Linked DNA regions of Mus musculus: all the other regions are linked to region 4. A link is a contact called in public HiChIP or PLAC-seq, Micro-C and promoter capture Hi-C data. All regions are on one chromosome and are shown on one strand. The core of a region is the stretch at or near the end of the contact, and the rest is flanking DNA. Distances in the headings are between cores, read along the strand shown.

The links. Promoter capture Hi-C pulls out the DNA fragments that hold promoters and counts their contacts. A called contact is a pair of places that touch in the nucleus more often than the background predicts. HiChIP or PLAC-seq counts read pairs in DNA pulled down with a chosen protein or histone mark.
Region 1: a contact with region 4 is called in a promoter capture Hi-C map of neutrophils, with 6 times the contacts expected there. The contact joins the promoter of 1810073O08Rik here to the promoter of Lrpprc in region 4. A contact is called at or near these places in 2 of 39 promoter capture datasets (neutrophils and pre-B cells), 1 of 484 Hi-C or Micro-C datasets (B cells) and 1 of 115 datasets of contacts at active chromatin or transcription factors (large pre-B cells).
Region 2: an H3K4me3 HiChIP or PLAC-seq map of stem cell-derived neural progenitor cells shows a contact between it and region 4, with 5 times the contacts expected there. The contact joins the enhancer-like site here to the promoter of Lrpprc in region 4. A contact is called at or near these places in 1 of 39 promoter capture datasets (liver) and 7 of 115 datasets of contacts at active chromatin or transcription factors (astrocytes, embryonic basal ganglia, embryonic forebrain and 4 more).
Region 3: a contact with region 4 is called in a promoter capture Hi-C map of pre-B cells. The contact joins the promoter of C430042M11Rik here to the promoter of Lrpprc in region 4. A contact is called at or near these places in 1 of 39 promoter capture datasets (pre-B cells) and 1 of 9 other capture datasets (liver).
Region 5: a Micro-C map of embryonic stem cells shows a contact between it and region 4, with 6 times the contacts expected there. The contact joins the promoter of CJ186046Rik here to the promoter of Lrpprc in region 4. A contact is called at or near these places in 1 of 484 Hi-C or Micro-C datasets (embryonic stem cells), 5 of 115 datasets of contacts at active chromatin or transcription factors (astrocytes, differentiating embryonic stem cells, embryonic forebrain and 2 more) and 1 of 9 other capture datasets (adipose tissue).

What each region holds. Positions count from the first base shown.
Region 1 is chr17:83,916,526-83,919,251 of GRCm38.p6, reverse strand. 1810073O08Rik (RIKEN cDNA 1810073O08 gene) reads right to left here and starts at 1,318. Exons shown (of 2, transcript NR_166916.2): 1 at 1,148-1,318.
Region 2 is chr17:85,663,717-85,666,416 of GRCm38.p6, reverse strand. It overlaps a transcript of Six2 not described here. Among named protein-coding and RNA genes, the nearest start is that of Six2, 23 kb to the left of the region's middle. Within about 2 kb of position 1,251, at least 30 of the 459 cell types and tissues checked have an H3K27ac peak or open chromatin away from gene starts, as enhancers often do. A contact at or near this core is called in stem cell-derived neural progenitor cells, where this site is marked.
Region 3 is chr17:83,853,116-83,855,815 of GRCm38.p6, reverse strand. C430042M11Rik (RIKEN cDNA C430042M11 gene) reads left to right here and starts at 1,398. Exons shown (of 2, transcript NR_155491.1): 1 at 1,398-1,600.
Region 4 is chr17:84,789,488-84,792,187 of GRCm38.p6, reverse strand. Lrpprc (leucine-rich PPR-motif containing) reads left to right here and starts at 1,402. Exons shown (of 38, transcript NM_028233.2): 1 at 1,402-1,823. The coding sequence starts at 1,675.
Region 5 is chr17:85,687,117-85,689,816 of GRCm38.p6, reverse strand. CJ186046Rik (a long non-coding RNA gene) reads right to left here and starts at 1,323. Exons shown (of 9, transcript XR_001782258.2): 1 at 1-1,323. It overlaps Six2 (sine oculis-related homeobox 2), which reads left to right and starts at 1,563. Exons shown (of 2, transcript NM_011380.2): 1 at 1,563-2,424. The coding sequence starts at 1,865.

The DNA of each region.
Region 1 (2,726 bases), core at 69-2,568, 870 kb after region 4:
GCACACATGCACATGCGTAGAGGACTGTTTTCAGGATCTGGTTCTCTCCTTCCACCATATGGGTCCTAGGGATTGAACCCGGGTCACCAGGCTCAGTGATATCTCCCTGAACTATGATATATTCTAAGAAACAAAAATCATGAACCAGACAGTAGAAAAAGATGTTCGGTTAGCCTCCAGGAACTCTATATTCACAGCTGTTATGGCCTGAACCCAGACCGTGCCAACTCCGCATGGTACCGTCTAGCAGACTGGAGTGAGGTCTAACCTCAACTTGCACCCAGGATGAATGAGAACAGTGGGAGGGGCATGGGGGTGAAGTTCCTGCCCTGGGTCTTCGGCTGCCTAAGGTCTTGTTTTGCTTCTTTGAGGAGACCTGCTCCTCCCTCCCTCAGCCTTAGTGTCTCTGTTCCAGGGCAGTACCAATTCTAAGACCTTGATTAATTCTTAAGGAATATTCCAAAACTATCATCTAAGAGTCAAGACCCTGGGTTCAAGATCTGGGATGACTGGAGTATCAAGTTAGGAAGACTGGCCAGAGCAGATCAGCTCCAGAATAATAGAGCTATGAGCCCCAGACCAGCCAAAGCTGACGGCACTGAGCAGGACTTCACTGGTCTTCCGCTCAGGAAAACCCCATTCTGCCCTTAGCCAGCAGGAGAAAGAAAACAGGAAACACATGTTCTTAAAGGGACGCTGTGCACCTAGACTCAAGATGCCCTCCAGGGAGTCTGTGCCCTACATGGGGGCTTCTTACCCAGCCTGGGGAACCTGCCCTGATCGGCCCTTGAAGAAGAGAAACATTTGTCAAACTTATACAAAAAACACCAAAACTGTAGGCAGGATATTTGTAGTCTTACTAATTCCTGTGCAACCTTGAGCAAGGGGGCTCAGCCTCTCTGGGCCTGTGTTCTCTCTCTCTCTCTCTCTCTCTCTCTCTCTCTCTCTCTTTTCTCTGCTTCACACACCTCACTGGCTTTGCAACTATAAAGTATCACACACATAAAAACAAGTAGGAATGCCAGCGAGTCTTCCCATGCTCCCCACCGCTCCCCGTGCTCCCCTCCATTCCCCGTGCTCCCCACCCCTTCCTGCAAGTTCTAAGTTCCAGGATGCCTCCTCCAATTGCCCCAGAGGAGTGACTCACCCATGATGGCCCCTCTGGCATTCATCCTTTGCTTCTTCTCCTGTCAGGAGCTTGGCATCCTTCTCATCAGGTGTCTGGTCATCCTGTCATAAACTCAGAAACACCTTGAGGTCTGGCAGCCTGGCTACTCTTCATGTCCCTCCTTTTGGCAGCAGGTGTGTAAGAAGCCCTGGCTAGAGGTACAAGGCCTGGGTGAGAGAAAGCACGTTGTGACGTGCCTGAGCTCCACCCACATCTCTTCCTTTGATCCAGTTCTGACTGATGGGGACTTTTGGACTTGACCATCACAGTTGCTGGGCCCAGGTCACCGAGCCCAGAGGAGAGCAACCTGAAGTGGACTCTAGGGTCTCTTAGAGGAGACTTGGGAGGCACTCAGAATGCCTGAAGTTTTAAGAGGATAATGTGTGTACCAGCTCGTTGAGGGTGTCCACCTGTGCCCTCCATTTCCCCTCAGGAACATCCATGGTTTTTCCTTTTAAAACCGGGCCTGGGACCAATAACCTACCAAGCATCTTAAAGAAGGGCTAAGAATGGCTGGGCAGTGGCGGTGCATGCCTTTAATGTCAGCACTCAGGCAGAGACAGGGGCAGGGGCAGGGGCAGGGACAGGGGCAGGGGCAGAGGCAGAGGCAGGTGGGTCTCTTTGAGTTTGAGAGCAGCCTCATCTATAGAACATGTTCCAGGAGAGCCAGGGCTACACAGAGAAACTCTGTCTCAAGCAAACAAACAAACACAAACGAGGAGAGCTAAAAGGCCTCCTGAGGAGGGAGCATCCTGGGCTATGGGCTCAGCTCTATGAGCAGAGCAGAGCAGCTAAAAGCATGGAGATGGGTGGGTGTGAGCCTGGTCCTCACCGTGAGAACAAAATCTAAGCGGTAGATGGTAGCACCCAGGCCGAGGAGACAAGATGAGCTTGCGCCTCCTGTCTCTCTCTCTCCTGTGTGCCTGCTGACTGCAGAGGACTCTGAGCCATCCCATAAGGAGAGCAGAGTCATTGAGAGTCTGGGCCCCTGAGGCAGCACACAGACAGCCTCCTCCCAGCCAGGAGCCCACCCCAGGCGGTTCAGTCAGGGAAATGTGAGGATCTGTTTGTTTTACCAGCAAACATTACAGTGAGGCGAGTACTTAATGGGGGCAAGACTGCAGGAAAAACGGCCCGACGCTTCTAGTATCTTCTGGCCCACCTCCAACGTGGGCTTTGGAGTGTGGTCAGGTTCCCTCACTCAACCCTGATGTCATAAGTGTGCTATGTCAGAAACACAGATGAATGCGTTGGAGTCCTTTCACGATGTCAGCATGTGTTGAGTAACAAGAAATCTACAAGGTACAGCTGCTCCACTGGCAGAATGTCAGCAAGTAGCCTCGCTTGCCTTGATAGCTCTGGCCAAGGCAAACACCGTTTCTTTTTATTATAATCTTAACTGCTAATATTAACTCTCAGATCATACATCATGCAAACACATGGACACACAGAGAGAGAGAGCTTTAAAAAAGCAAAACAAAAAAGTCCACAGAAGTGTTCAAGAGATTTCAAAAGAGACCAGAGAGGCATGGAAACATCAAAAAGAGTCTCCAAAGGG
Region 2 (2,700 bases), core at 2-2,501, 870 kb before region 4:
CCTGAGCCACAGAGTGAGACCCTGTTTCAAAGAACAAATAGAAATGATTGTATCCACCAAGTCACAGCGGGATTTTTTTTTTGGTCTTTGTCTTTTTGTTGTTGTTGTTGTTGTTGTTAGTTTGTTTGTTTTTTTGTTTGAGGATTGTGGTTTTGGTAGGTTTGTTTTGTAGTGCTGAAGATCAAACCTGGGACCTTTGGCTAGTGTATGCTCTACCACTGAGCTATATGCCCCATTACTTCCCTATATATGTGTACTAAGATTTGTGGGAAGGCACAATGTGTGGTTAGAGGAGTGTTGAGAGGCTGTGCAACTCGGGGGTCAAGAGAGTGCCCAGCACAGAGCAGTGCCTTCCTTAGCACCAGAAAGGAGAGGAAGGAAGGAGAGGAAGGAAGGAGGGAAGGAAGGAGGGAAGGAAGGAAGGAAGGAAGGAAGGAAGGAAGGAAGGAGGAGGGGAGGGGAGGGGAGGAGGAGGGGAGGGGAGGAGGAGGGGAGGGGAGGGGAGGAGGAGGGGAGGGGAGGGAGGGAGGGAGAGAGTGAGGGGAGGGAGGGAGGAAGGGAGGGGAGGGAGGTAGGAAGAGAGGGGAGAGGGAAGGGAAGGAGGAAATGGAAGCCCGATTCCTTGTGTAGGTCTTATCAACTGTGTAAGTCACAGAGTTCTTGTGACCATTAATAATGGACCTGAACTGTCTGCAGTATCTGCAAACTGGAAGGTCTCTGTGGAGTCTTGTCTTGGACAGGCAGTTGATTTGGGTGAATTACCTCTGCCAGTCTCAGAAAGAGGCTGTCCTACTTCAGTACAGCATAGATTCAGTACAGCATAGGGTTAACAGGGATTCATCTTCCCAAAGGGTGCTCTGGGGTACAGCCCCGCATGCTTGCTACTTCTGCAGGCCTCTAAGACTGAGAGTCACCCTGACAAGCCAGGCTCCTGACCCGGTTGAAAGTAAGTTCAGATTTTAGAAGCTGATGCAGATCATTGCGAAGAGGCAGATGAATCCCATGATACCTGAGAGCTAAAGCTATGGAAACCACAATTATTTTTGATTTGCCAGAATTTGTGGTTATTCGGATATAGAAAGGCAAATCAGTATTTCTGACAAATTTTCAGGGGTTGTTTGTGATTCTCACATAAAGTTATAGAAATAATGAGGGTTTGGGCAAAGTTTTCCAAAGAGTCCCAGAGCTGCCTCCCATCCCTGGGTTGCAAACCAGCGCCTCCCATCTCGCGCAAGGCGACGGGGAAGCTAAAGAGATGGCTCCACCTGCTGGAGAAACATAGGCTTGGCGTCGCTCCTCTTAGACGTTCTGTTCCTAAAAAGTCCCGAAGCTAACCACAGAGACAAAATCTGCAGAAGGCTGGCATCCTGTCCGGATGGGAAACCACCATTCTGCTTCGTGTTCTTACAGCTCTCGCAAGCCTCTGCTTTGGGGGTGGGGGTGGGGGTGGGGCGAATCGCAAGCCTGTGCTCTGGGGGTGGGGGTGGGGGTGGAGAGGATCTCAGAGTTTAAATCTACAAGCTGACTGGGATTATAAAAGAGGAGTAGAAGAGAGGTGGCGCACTTCCCCACTCCACCAGCTTCTCCTGCCAGAAGGAAGAGGCATGTGACAGAAATGGACCGATATTTCCTCCCATGCAACACCGAGGAATCCCGACTGCCTTATGGCCTCGCTCAGTGCAGACTGCATTTGAAAGCCTCTGTAATGACACTCTTTAAAAATGGTTCCCTTCTCTAGGGATCATTAGAGAGTTATTAAGGCGTCTAATTATTCCCTAGTGCTAACAAAGGTGCCAATAAGCAGACCAAGTTTTCTCATTTTTATGGAGGTAATTAGAAGGCCAATTATTTTTTTATGTACACAAAAGAGGGGAATCTTAGCCGCTGCCTTTGCAGCAGTATCTGACCCTGTACTTATGACAGGAGAAACAGACCACATTCCATTATTTAATGAGAATTGGGACTGAGGCAGAGTCTAGGTCAGATTTGAGGAGCAGAGGAGGAAATGTAGTCACAGAGCCTTGTATAGGACTCCGGTAAGTGGTTATTTTAACCACAAACTCTACTGCAGATCCTACATGCCACCTCCCTCTGATGTGAGCCCACAGCAGAATCCCAGGAGGTGTGCACAGGTGTACACTTCTGAACCATGGCCAGGGCTTCCTGGACTGTGCATTTGGGAGAAGATTTTCCTTTCTGATAGGAGATGCTAAACCACCTGGGGACCCGGCTTTGTGGGTCAGTGTTCTAAAACACTTGAAAGTGCCGGGTGCTGCCTTCCCCCACCTAGGGAGCCCCAATAGAATTGTAAAGACATTTTCTTTGGAGAAAACTCTTCAATCATTATTTTAAAGGGATTTAAGGGGTTCTAGCTGCTTACCTGTGTTCTCCTGGATTTCTTTAAGGGAAATATTTATGTCCTTCTTAATGTCCTCCATCATCATCATGAGAAGTGACTTTGGATCTATATCTTGCTTTTCTGGTGTGATGGTGTATCCAGGAATTGCTATGGTGGGAGAACTGGGTTCTGATGATGCCAAGTAACCTTGGTTTCTGTTGCTTATGTTCTTAGGCTTGCCTCCTGCCATCTGTTATCTCTAATGCTACCTGCCCTGGCTATGTCTGACTGGAGCCTGTCCTTCCTGTGATCCTGGTTGTGTCAGAACTCCTCTGAGTCAAGCTGTCTCTGGGATACTGTGA
Region 3 (2,700 bases), core at 149-2,648, 940 kb after region 4:
AGATAGATAGATAGATGATGATGATGATAGATAGATAGATAGATAGATAGATGATAGATAGATAGATAGATAGATAGATAGATAGATAGATGGTAGATAGATAGATAGATGATAGATGATGATGATGATAGATAGATAGATAGATAGATAGATAGATAGATAGATAGATAGATAAATCGATCGATAGATAGTGTCCCCTATCACTCTTGACAGGATGTTTCTGGTCTATACTATTGCTTTGCTTTGAAATAAAACTCCTTTGCTTCTTTGCAATTTGTTTCTGCCTTTATTTTAGTTTTCTTGAATAAAAGTCTGGGAACCTGGAAACACCAGATCCAAGCAACGTCTGCTGGTTACTACTGGTTTTGTCCCAGTAATGGGTGCAAGTATGGACATTTGAGCCTCTCGTGGCCAGCACACACATCTGGTTCTCCCTTCATGGCAGTTTGATCTCCCAGAAACATGGGGAGAATTGCCTAAGTCTTTTGAGGTTTGGTCTTTTGCTGTGTATTGTAGGGCTAAGTGCAAGCCCCTAAGACCTGGTTCCCTGAGAGAAAGTCTGAGTGTAGACCCAGTGACTTTGCACCCAAGTTATTTCTCATTGGTAAATAAAGATGCTGACAACCAATAGTTGGACAGAAGAGACATAGGTGGGGTTTAGGATTCCAGGACTGGGGGTCTGAGGAAAACCATGAGGGAGAAGAAGGTGAAGGAGGGAGAGAGAAGCCATGGGTTCTCGAGGGAGAACCTGAGGGCTGACCAATTGGAGTTAAGAGCAGCATAGATGAAACATAGTAAATAATAACTTGGGGTTATTGATAGGAAGGTAGATTCTAATAGCATAGAGGGTAGGTATCTGCCCAGCTCTTGTGCTGATTAAGGCTTATTGTAAATATAAAGGTTGTGTGTCTTTTATCCAGGAACTGAATGATCAAGGTGATAGAGAAACCCCAGATTGGGATTAAAAAATTTCAACAACATATGTCTGGTAGGAAGAATGGAAGGATGCTGCTAACATGACTCAACCCGCTCTGCAGCCCCCACAGCAGAGCAAGCAAGCACCTGCAGCACTGGAGACAGGGCGTGGTCCTAAGGAAACGCTACGTGTAACCAGCTGTCCTCAGCCACCAGGAATAGGACGTGTGTTAGTCACTTTTCTCCTCGCTGTCACACAAAACCTGACATGAGCAACATTCAGGCTGGGTCTCCTCAGTTACACCTCCTGCAAATATCCTTTAGCTACTGTGGTGGTCTGAATGAAGATGGCCCACATAGGCCCATACGGAGTGCCACTAAAGAGGTGTGGCCTTGTTGGAGTGGGTGTGGCTTTGCTGGAGGATGCGCGTCACTAGGGGGCGGGTCTGAGGAGCTCAAGCTGGGGCTTAGTGGCTCAAGGTCTCTTCCTGATGCCTTCGGATCTGGATATAGAATGCTCTCCTCCTCTCAAGCACCAGGTCTGCCTACACACGGCTGTGCTTCCCACCATGATGATAATGAACTAAACCCCTGAAACTAAGCCAGCCCAGAGTATGTTTTCCATCATGAGAGCTGCCATGGTCATGGGGTCTCTTCACAGCAAGAGAACCCCTGACTCAGACAGGTATCTTGTTATATGAGCCTTTAACTTTCCCCTTAGCTGAACGGGTTTTCTTTGCTTGTTTTTCTGTCTTGTTTCATTTTTATATTCCTAAGATTTATTTAGTTATGAGCGTTTGCTTGCATGTATGTTTTGTTCACTGTGTGTGTGTATGTGGTGCCATTAAAAGCCAGAAGAGGGCATCAGATCCACTGGAACTGGAGGTACAGGCAATTGTGAGCTGCCATGTGGATACTGGGAACCAAACCTTGGCCCTCTACAAGAGTAGCAAGTGCTCTCAGTGGCTGAGCCATCTCTCTAGACGTGTGTCTTTGAATTGTTTAAATTACACTTTTATTTAGTGGGGGGAGGGGTGTACTTGCTTGTCACCTAGCATATAAATCCTCAGCATCCCATAAGCTCCCGGTTAATTGGAGTCTCCGTTACTTGCAGGTGTGAGGAGGATCTTGATAGGTTAGAGAAGAAGAAACCTATGTCTTCTACCTGAACTCTTTAAAAAAAAAAAAAAAGACAAGACCCAAGGCTGAGGAGATGGCTCAGTGGTTAGGAACACTGGCTGCTCTTCCAGTTTCAATTCCCAGCACCCACATGGCAGCTCGAAACAGTCTGTAATTCCAGGGGATCTGACACCCTCATATGGACATACATGTAGGCAAAACACCAACGAACATAAGATAAATAAGTCTTTAAAAAAAATACAGCTCTGACAACACCTGGATTTTCACCTTCGAGCCCCATTCAGGCTTCAAAACTAAAGATGATAGATTGGTGTATGTGGCAGGACATCGGGTTGCTTTGTCTTGTCTTGTCTCTCGGGACTGGGGATTAAATCAAAGGCATTATGAATAATAGCCAAGTGTTCTATCTCTGAGCTATATCCCCTGCCTTTTTGTTTTGTTTTGTTTTGTTTTTTGTTTTTTGAGACAGGGTTTCTCTGTGTAGCCCTGGCTGTCCTGGAACTCACTCTGTAGACCAGGCTGGCCTCAAACTCAGAAATCCGCCTGCCTCTGCCTCCCAAGTGCTAGGATTAAAGGCATCCCCTGCCATTTTAAATAAAAAATATATACATTTATCTAATTTGGTTTTTTATTTTTGCCCCACGG
Region 4 (2,700 bases), core at 153-2,652:
GGTAGGTTCGTTTCCCAGCAACCACCACAGCAGCTTGTATCTGTCTCTAACTGCACTCCCAGGACATCTGAAGCCCTCTCCTGACCTTCAAGGGCACCAGGCACACTTGTGGTTACACACATACATGCAGGCAAAACACTCATACACATAATAAAATAAATATATTTTTTTAAAAAAGCAAATGATTTTGCGTCACACCTACACTCAGTGGGACCCAGTGGTGTCATTCACATTCAGGGTGGGTCTTGCCACTTCAACTAATCCAATGTAAAAACTCCCTCACTGGCTTAAAGTCTGGTTTCCAAGGTGATAGTAAATCCTATCAAGATTAATCACCACAGACCGTAACCTACCTTAATCTTTTATTTATATCACAATTCTTATGTTTCTTTAGATGTACGGAATTTTGTCTAAATTGAGATCCCCCCCCCCATGTTGTATTCCCAGCATTCCAAATAGTGCCTGACACAAAATATGTGCTCAATAAATAGTACTAATGCTGAATGAGAGAATGAATTATATTCTATCATAGTGCTCTATAGTAACTCAGAGTAACTTCATCTTGCAGGGCGGTATTAGCTTCTCCAAAAGAAAGCTAAGCCAAGTTAACTCTGAACGTATATCCATTCAATAAATGCTCAAAGCACGAAGTGTCTTCAACTGATCACGAGCTTCCGCCATAAAAGAGGCTGCATTCTCATTCTGGGCACTCTGAAGTTTGTTGGCTAGCAGAAGAAACAGCCACATGGGAAAACTTGCAGAGGGAGAATTTGACTGTTCACTTGGTAGCAGTCAAGGAATAACTAAGTAGAGTGGAAACCTGTTCCCGGGTTCACACGAGTGCACAGGGAACCCTTTCAGTATGCGAGCTCTGTGAGGGCAAGAACTTGTTTTCCTAGCTCCAGACCTATCCTCAGACAATTGCACCACTCACTACCTTAGTTGCTTAGTGCATTAACTGGAAGGAGCGGGGCACTGAGAAAAAGAAACTTCAACCTTGACATTTAAAATTATACGACCTTTATTAGAATCCATTGATTTCATGAAGCGAGGCACTTAGGATGAGTTCTGTATATTTATCTACCCCATCCCCAGTCACACAAATAGCATGTAGCTAACCTGGAGGTCCACAGCCTCCCAGTTCTCTTCGTCAAGCTTTTCTCTGGCCGCCGTTTCTGAGAGCTACGGCAGGAACTACGTCACTGAGCAGCTAGGGCAGCGGCTCGGTAGCAACCGAGGCGCAAGGCTGGAACGTCGTAGGCACCCCGGGATCTGCACGGTCGGCCCTTCCCAGCAACCCTCGGTGTCGCTCCTAGTTGGCCCCCCACAAGCCCTTGCGCGCGCATGGGCGGAGCCGACCTCTAGTGGGCTCTACCAACTTCAAAGTGGAGGGGTGTTGTCGCCAGGCTCGCTGAGAGCCGGGGCGCTGGACAAGGGAACAGGGACACTGTGAACGGAAGACAAAAAACAATGTATAGTAAAACAGAAGGCGGATCCAGGGTATCCCGCGAACTCGGCTTGCCTCTCCCGTGAGCCTTGGCGGGGATCTGCCTCCTCCTCCGCTGGACGCCCTCGGTCCTTAGTTTGTCCCACTAGGGGCGACCGGGTCGTCACGTGCTCCTCCAGGTCCTCTGCAGGAGCGTGCATCCTATCCTGCCTTGGGTACGCTGAGCCATGGCAGCCCTGCTGAGACCCGCGCGTTGGCTGCTCGGGGCCGCGGCGGCCCCGCGCCTCCCGCTGTCCCTGCGCCTCCCTGCGGGCGTCCCGGGCCGGCTGTCCTCCGTCGTCCGGGTCGCGGCTGTTGGTAGCCGGCCGGCTGCAGGGTGAGTACCGGACCCTTCCTCCTGACTGGCTGCGGTGGACGGGCTGGTGTCCTGCTCGTTTGCTCCAATTCCGTGGTCCCGGCTTCTCAGGCATGAGGCCACCCCCTCCCCCATGCTTTGCCAGTGGTTTGGGGTGACAAGGTTGAGAGTCTTGAGAAGGTCATGGTCGAGGGCATGGCTGGCTTCCGGCTTGCTGCTTGAGGTCTCTGCCTGCTCTAGCTTTGGAAAGGCCCGTGAAGCTCAATGGCTTTGGGGGAGTGGATGGGGCTGAGGTGGGGACAGGCGTTGTGCCTTTCCTTAGGAGTACCCTTCCTGGGTGCTCTCGCACGCTGGTGACCAGTAACCTGCTAGTCTGTAGTCTTACGAGGCTTTGGTTTTTCATTTTCTTTTTCTTGGGATTGGGGTTTGAAGTTCTAGTGATCTAGGGATAGTTTAGAACTTGACATTTGATCATGGCCAGTTCGGGTTTTTGCTTGCGTTGTGCTGAGTGGAATTTTCCTTCAGTATTTACACAGATGTCATGGGTTGGAGATTGTCACACTAGAATGGATTAAAGGACGCGTGCAAGGTGCTCTGTTGGGATCTATGTACCTACTGCAAAAACAAGTTAAGTTCCTAGTTAGTGTCATGTATTTTTGTGAGTATATGCCTTTCTGGATTGAGGTTATAGGGAAACAAGTATGTTCACTTAAAGAACATAGATATTCTTGACAACTGATAAAGGAAGGTTGGGTGCTTAGGTTTTAGTACCGGAAAGAAATTGACAGTTGTACACCCCACACTAGAACTTTGGGGTCTAGCAAACAGACTTAGGAAGTATGATCTGGAGTGGGGAGCCATGGACTGAGGGTGCTTTGGCTTATTTGCATTAGGCTAT
Region 5 (2,700 bases), core at 74-2,573, 900 kb before region 4:
TAGAGGTTTTAGCATGGTCTGTGCCTCCTTGGATCTTGGCATTGAATGTCACTAGGAGCTTGCAGCTGGGTGGGAAAGGGCGGAATGGATGCCCAAAGGACAAGCCTTGCCAAGAAATAAGCCGTGGGCCTTTCAAACTCTGGAAACTTCAGGGATGTCCCTGACCCCACCCCTCCAGTGCACCCCTAACCTTCTATTGCTTGGATTTTTCCAAAGGACCAGCACTTCGTATGTTCTGGGGGAGTTCTGACAAAGAAACAAAAAGCAGGGCTCCTCCTACCCACTTTCTAAGGCCAATCTTGCCGGAACTTAGCGCTGGGTTCTCAGGCAGAAGAGACCAGGAACCCGAGCCCAGAAGTAGGGAGACAGGAAGCTGGTAAATCCAGTCTCTTCTGTGCACCTCACCCCCACCCCGGGAAGTGCGACAATTACCCTACACACGCTGCCCTGGGCTCCCCGGGGCAGTCTGCGGGTCTATGCGGGCTCCCCTGTTTTGTGTCGCCGCCCTTGCAAGATTCAACTTCCGTAAAGGCCACACGAGACTGCCGGGAGTTTCTCGGGTCCTGGGCCCCGTGGGGTTAAGTCTGAGTCCCCGCCTGGCGAGGAGCAGATCGCGCCGAGTGGGGGCGGTACCGGCCGCGGGGCAAGCAGCCTGCTGCGAAAGGAAGGAAAGGCGGGATCCTCCGGGAAGTTGATTCTCAGGCGTCCAGCTGCGGCCACTGCCAAATCTCTGACTTCTCTCCCCACCTCCTCCCCCTTTCCCTAGGGGATAGACATCTCGGGTCCCGGGTTTCTTGCATGGGGGTGGGGTGTTGTCAGCTAGAAAAGCCAAGCCTTTCAGAGGCCCCCTAAGAGAATCCAAACTCTCCATCCCACTGACCTCCTCCTGGGTTAGTGTCTCTGCCTGTCAGCTGCGACCTTCCGAGCGACGCAGTGACCCAGCCGGAGCTGGAGCACCTGGCGAAGCCTGGGTGAGGCTGTTGCGACGCCTCTTATTTAAAAAAAAAGGGAGGGGTGTCTCACACTTTTTCTCTTGAAGGCTCCTTCTGTCCCCCTCTTTTCCTTTCCTGAAAGGCACCCCCTTAAACGGTCCTCCGCCTTCCCTTCTACTCCCTTCCTTCCCCACTTCGGTCCTCCTCTTTTCTTCGAGGGCCCCCACCCAGCCCCCTCCTTCGGGGTCCTCCTCCTCCTCTGCTCTTTGGGCGTCCGCCCCGTCAATCACCGCCGTCTCGGGGCCCCAGCCCGGCTCCTCTCCGCCTCCCGGGCTCTGGGAGTGCCTGGGGCTCCCGTCTCGGCCAACCTCCGCTCTGTGCAGAGCCGGGGCGATCTGTCAGCGGAGCTGGCCGAGGGGGGCGGGGGTGGGAGCCGCCCGGGCCGCCGGGGCTCGGGTTACCGGTGACTGACAGCGTCTCCATGGCGAATAATTTGACTCGACTATTGTCTGGCGCGGGCAGGCCCCGGGTCAGATAACCCGACCAATCAGGGCGCGGGCCGCCGCGCCTCATGCCCGCTTAGAATAATATTATTAAAAAAGCTGCAAGCGAGCTAGACGGGAGGGAGAGCGAACGAGCGAGGAGCCGGCGAGCGAGCGGCGGGCGGGCGCGGAGCATGCGGAGCGGCGCCCCGGGCGGCCTCCGGGCTTGGGCGCGGGCGAGGCGCGCGGGCGGCGGGGGCGCGGAGCTGCGCGGGGCCGGCGGCGGGAGCGAGGACGGATCGTTGTGACTCAGGAGTCGCTCGGGAGCCGGCGCCTGGCCAGGGGGCCCCGCCCGCCTGTCGGCCGGCCGGGGCCGGCGGGGAGGCGCCCATGCGGGGCCGCGAAGCGCGGTGAGGGCGCGCGCGGGCGGGCGGGCGCGCAGCCGCCACCATGTCCATGCTGCCCACCTTCGGCTTCACGCAGGAGCAAGTGGCGTGCGTGTGCGAGGTGCTGCAGCAGGGCGGCAACATCGAGCGGCTGGGTCGCTTCCTGTGGTCGCTGCCCGCCTGCGAGCACCTCCACAAGAATGAAAGCGTGCTCAAGGCCAAGGCCGTGGTGGCCTTCCACCGGGGCAACTTCCGCGAGCTCTACAAAATCCTGGAGAGCCACCAGTTCTCGCCGCACAACCACGCCAAGCTGCAGCAGTTGTGGCTCAAGGCGCACTACATCGAGGCGGAGAAGCTGCGCGGCCGGCCGCTGGGCGCCGTGGGCAAGTACCGCGTGCGGCGCAAGTTCCCGCTGCCCCGCTCCATCTGGGACGGCGAGGAGACCAGCTACTGCTTCAAGGAGAAGAGCCGCAGCGTGCTGCGCGAGTGGTACGCTCACAACCCCTACCCGTCGCCACGAGAGAAGCGCGAGCTGGCCGAGGCCACCGGCCTCACCACCACGCAAGTCAGCAACTGGTTCAAGAACCGGCGGCAGCGCGACAGGGCGGCCGAGGCCAAGGAAAGGTACGAGTAAGTGAGCATCTGCGCCGGCTTCCCTGGTCCTGGGAGAAACGGGTGCGGGAGGATGGGGAGCTCCTGGACAGGACTAAATCGCACCCGGACCCCGGGTACCAAGCTCGGCCGCAGCTCAGGCTGGCTCAAAACAGCGCTTAGGTCTTTTCTGGAGGCTGAGCGACCCGGAATTTGTCTAAAGCGGGCAAAGCGGTGCGTAAGTTCAGTAACTAATTCCTCAGTCGCTTGTGGACTAAACTGGAAAAACGGCGAGTTTCAGAGAGGGCA